Regions from separate parts of the Arachis hypogaea genome. Here region 1 is linked to region 2. Evidence: chromatin contacts called from public Hi-C data. All regions are on one chromosome and are shown on one strand. The core of a region is the stretch at or near the end of the contact, and the rest is flanking DNA. Distances in the headings are between cores, read along the strand shown.

Region 1 (2,700 bases), core at 139-2,638, 270 kb after region 2:
CCTTGTTTTGAATTTGACTTTTAACAACCACAAACCTTTTCTCCCACATCTGCACCGCGCCCCACCCTTGCTCCCCACAACCCCCCGTCGTCTCTCGCGAACCACCGCACGCGTTTTGGCTTCCTCGTGCATCTGCAAGCGCCGCACGCATTTGCGCTTCGTAGTGCCTCCCAAACCGCCGCACGCAGCCTAGCTTTGTTGCGCCTCTATCTCGCCCGTCGCCGCAAGCAGCCCAACCTCGTCCTCCATTGCGCTGCTGCAAGCAACCTAGCTTTGTCCTCCATTGCGTATGCAGGTGTTTATTTTTCATACAAAAGAGATGTTTATTTTTCATGCAAATGAGATGTTTGTTCTTATTGTGAATGAAATGTTTCTTCTTAATACGAAATGACTTAGCTGCACTCGGAGTTGGTGACAATGGGCGACGACGACAATGCTTGGGAGATTTTTTGCAGCGAAGAAAACTGCGTGCTGGAGTAGGTAACGGACTGCTGATTGCGGTGAAAAGGGAGTTTAGGCTAGAAGGGGGTGTAATTGATTCAAAGTAAAATTAAGTAAAAATGATAGATTTATGGTGAAAATGAAATTGAATGGTTAATGAACCTGAAATACGACCCATTACACATAGCAGGATTGTTTCGAGAACTTAGGTTGTGTTTGTTTACAGGACAGGATACTAAGACACAAAATCGTATTTGACAGATGAAACACGGACAGAGACATTGTGTCCTGAGACACTAAATTAGTGTATTTTGTGTCCATTCTAACAGAAAAGACACAGAGATACTAACAAGGAATACAACATATTTTTTATTTTTTCTTTTATTATTCTTGATTTTTCATAATTATACGTTTTATTATTATATTTTTATTCTCAAATTTTTTGAATGAAAAAATAAGAATAAATTAGATTTCTATAATTTATTCTATTTTATTACCAAATAGAATACAAAAATACTAAATTTTATACTATTTTTTTATATTTTATCTTCAGTGTCTTATCTGATCCTGTTCTCAAAAATAAATACAGCGATTCCATTTTGGGTACTATTTTGATAGTACAATATTAAAACTAGGTGAATTATATAATAAAAAGGTATTTACAGATTTTTTTTATAAAATAAAAAAAATTGAAAAAATTAAGATCCACATTTTGAACAATAATAAAATAATTAAAAAAAAACTATAAAAAAATTTATACTCTCCCTATAATCTTATACAATTTTAATCTATATAGAGAATCCTTTAAAACTATAGTCACGAGTGAGTAACTTAGTCAATAATGTATTTAGGGGGGTCCCCTGCAAGCCACTCAAATCTTGCCATGTGGAGAGCCCAGAAACCCCACCTTCCTCTCTATATATAATATAGAGCTTCCTCCCCTCTTTCCACCACAACACATGCAGCAGCACCTACACTGAAAAAAAAATAAAAAAACTTTGAAACCGTTTTCACGAATCTTGGGGAGAAGAGAGGAAGCACAGCACAGCCTCCAAAAAAAAAAAAAAAGAAAAAAAGAAAAAAGAAAAGAAACTAAAGAAAAGAAAAAGAAAGAAAAAAAAAACCTTTCTCTCTCTGATCTCCTCTTTTAGTTTTCCCGGAAAGCACACACCCAAAAAAGAAAAAGAAAAAAAAAGTAGTTGTTGTTTGTGTTGTTTGTGAAAATGTTTATCGAGAAGTTTAAGGTTGAGAGTCCTAATGTGAAGTACAGTGAGGATGAGATTCAGTCCGTGTACAACTACGAAACCACGGAGCTTGTTCATGAGAACAGGAATGGTTCTTATCAATGGATTGTTAAACCCAAAACCGTCAAATACGAATTCAAAACCAACACCCATGTCCCTAAATTGGGGTACACATAATCAAGATCCAAATTCCAAAACATTTTATTTTCACTTTTTTGTTTCATTTCTGATTTCATTTTGTTTTTTAATGCTCAGTGTAATGCTTGTTGGGTGGGGTGGAAACAATGGCAGCACACTCACTGGTGGCGTTATTGCAAACCGAGAGTTAGTTTCATTCCCAGCAGTTTTTTGTTTTATTTTTTTATGATTATTGAGAAATAATGGTGTGGAAATTGTGTGTATTATGTTCAGGGGAATTTCATGGGCAACGAAGGACAAGATCCAACAAGCGAATTACTTTGGGTCTCTGACTCAAGCCTCTGCTATCAGAGTGGGGTCTTACCAAGGAGAGGAAATTTATGCCCCATTCAAGAGCCTCCTCCCTATGGTATTTTTATTTTATTTATTTATTTTCCTTCTTGTAGTCACCTGTGCTTTCAGAAAATTTAATTAGTGTGTCCATTTTTCTTTGGTAGTTCCTTTCTGTTTTACTTAATTCAGCGTGTTTTGAATTATAAAAATGTTTTTTTACAAATATTTTAGTCATTGTGAGGAGCGCTAGCAAGAGTGAATGTTGCTACCATTCAGCTTATTCTCGTGAAGAAAAAATGCTAATGTTGCTAATTTTCACTATAGTAATGAAGGTTAATTTTCCTTACATATATAGGTTAAGAGTTCAATTTTGATGCATGCACTGACGGTCTAAAAAAACTTACACATTCATCCAATTATATTCGTGCATTTAGACGACTTTTTAAATATCGGTTTTGAAAATTAGTTATTTTTGCTACGGTGATTATGCTTACATGCATGAAAATTAAATTCAATTGGTAATGGTAGTGATTTTTGGTTAATA
Region 2 (2,700 bases), core at 110-2,609:
GCTACTACTCTTTTGGTTGGTATTAGAAAACAAAACTTTAATCCTCTCAATACAGTAATTCCACATCAGATTCAAAGCAAGTAAAACCAAGAAATTCTGAACGTATATTCCAAGAAATGATGAATAAACCAAACGCGAGAGCGGTTTTCACATAAACTAAAAGTTAGTTGACAGAGTTACATAATATAAAGCTATCAAAATTATTATAACTAACTACATACATCAACAAAGTAGTAAGAACTTTAACCCTTTAGCCCTCAAAACAATCAATTAAATATAATTTACAGTTCAATGAAGCCCTGTTTGCATTACAATTATTTACAAATGTTGAGTAATAATAACATGAAAAGGTAGCTACTAGCTAGTGAAGTCGAACAGAGAAGGCATGGTAGTAGTATCACTGTAAATGTTTTAGTACATCCAGTGGCCACAAAATCTTACTGGAATATGATGAGCAATTATATAATTTAACAGCATGAGAAGTGGATGGCCACAAAAAACTTAATTTCAACTTCAAATAGTAGAACTCCCCAAAAGAGTTGTTACTGACAAATTTGGTACCAATTTTATGTACCGATTCATCGCCAAACCCCAATTTTTTCTCCCTCCCAATTCAATCCCTTTCCAACTCTCACATATCCACAAACCAAAGGTTCCAAAAGTTTCATCTTTTTCATCCAATCCTTCAATGCCCTAAGCTCTAAGCCCTAACCCCAATTTTCCCTTTTCTTTTGTTGCAGAAATTCAGTGGGTTTCGTCTGTTCTCAATGGCTTCGGAGCCGAAGGAGTTACCAGCTAACAACCCTGGTCTTACTGCGACCCCTGACCCAGCTACTAACTAAGGGTTACTTCATGCAGCAAACTGTGAGTATTTTTTTCTAAGTTTCTAAATTTCAGTTTTCTAAATCGTTTATTGTTTTAATCAGGTGTTTGGATTTTGTTTTATGTGGTGTTCCAATTACAGATATTTAGAAACAAAGATCCCATATATAAAATGGATTTGAATGGCTAGAACTAGAAGAAGTGAAAGCAGTGCCACTAACCTTCGACGGAGACACGGACGGCGACCGGCGACACGGCGTTGAGGTGCTCCAAGCCTCGAACAGAGAAGCCAGGGATGACGGGACAGGGAGAAGGAGGACGCCGAGCTACAAGAGAGGGCCTGGGCTCGGGACAGCGGGAAGGAGGAAGCCGCGGAGAAGCCGACAGAACGGACGGCGGCGACACTGCGGCAGAACCGTTGCAGGGAGAACCTAGGGTTTAGGTTTGGTGATTTTGAACTTTGCTTGAGGTTTCAGAGGGATAGTGATTCACGAATGGGGGGTGTGTTTGGGGGGGGGGGGGGGAGGGGTGGGTGGGTGAGTGAGTGAGGAAGAAGTGCTGAACGTTGGTGATTTTTTTAAAAAAAAAAAATCAAAACCGCGCCGTTTATCAAGAACTGGTCGGTTACCGGTCCGGTCCAACCAGTCGGTTACCAGTTTGGTCCGACTGGCCATTTTTCGACCGGTTCAGCAATTTTAAACAGTTCAAAATGGATGGTTATTAGCAGTGGACTGGACCGTTTTCATGCCGATTTATTGTTGGACCGATTCGACCGGATAATCCGGTCCAATTTTCAATACCATGCTGAAACCACATCCATGACTCAAATATTCAAATCTTTCATAGTTGCAACAATTTTGGAGACCAAAAAATAGTTATAAAACAAAGATTGTGACAACAACAGTCTTATATAATTCGCATTAATATTTCAGAAGTGATTTTTCTTACCCTCTATAGACTAATCTCATATTCATGACATTTCGAACATTTGACCATTGAATTCCCACACGTTTTCAGTGTTTATAGTCTATGTTAAAATCGTCAGGAGAAGACTTTTCATAAACTCCAACTTGAGAACTTGTCAACCATGGTCTATAAATGCTTCATGGTTAACATATTATATATAGCTCCAGTGAGAGTTGGGGGTGTGGTGACTTGTATCCACGATAAGTCGATAGTTGCCTTCTTGCCACAACGTCTCATAGGAAAAAAAATATTGTTGTAAAAACTACCTAATGAAAGAGTAATTAATACAAAAAATGAGATCATTTTTTAGTATATATAGTTTTTTATAATAATGAAATAAAAATAGAAGGAATAAAATTTTGTATTTTGATATTAGAAATAGAATTTGATATTTATCCTAATAAAATTAAATAATTGATTAGTTATAATTAATATATTTAAATAAATAAAAAATCAAATAAAAATATTTTTAAGAATTAATCAAATCAATTCGTTGATACAAATAATTAGTATAATTGATTTGATTTAATTTATTAAATTCAAAAAAGTAAATTAAGAAATAATTGATTGAATTTAATGAATTAAAAAGACAAATAGAGAAACACCTTTTTAGGAGACAATGATTTTCTTAAATAAATTAATCTGTGTTTATTATATTCAATTAGAATAAATAACAAATTATCTATTTAATATGCACATTATAAAATAATAAATCAAAATAATTGATATAATCAAATAAATTATAATAAATTATTTGATATTTAAATATTTAATTAAATTAATTAGTTGATATAATTAATTTACTTTAATGAATTGTATTTAATGAGTTAAAAGAAATAAATTGAAAAACACTTTTAACAATTAATTGTTTGATATAAATTATAATAAATTGTGTGATATTTAAATATCTAA

Evidence for each region. A called contact is a pair of places that touch in the nucleus more often than the background predicts.
Region 1: a contact with region 2 is called in a Hi-C map of an unstated tissue, with 4 times the contacts expected there. The contact joins the promoter of LOC112785449 here to the promoter of LOC112784678 in region 2. A contact is called at or near these places in 3 of 8 Hi-C or Micro-C datasets (leaf and an unstated tissue).

Annotation. Positions count from the first base shown.
Region 1 is chr20:21,693,716-21,696,415 of arahy.Tifrunner.gnm2.J5K5, forward strand. LOC112785449 (inositol-3-phosphate synthase 1) reads left to right here and starts at 1,389. Exons shown (of 10, transcript XM_025828914.3): 1 at 1,389-1,852; 2 at 1,941-2,009; 3 at 2,097-2,232. The coding sequence starts at 1,665.
Region 2 is chr20:21,422,314-21,425,013 of arahy.Tifrunner.gnm2.J5K5, forward strand. It overlaps LOC112784678, which reads right to left and starts at 1,360. Exons shown (of 5, transcript XM_025827970.3): 1 at 1,044-1,360.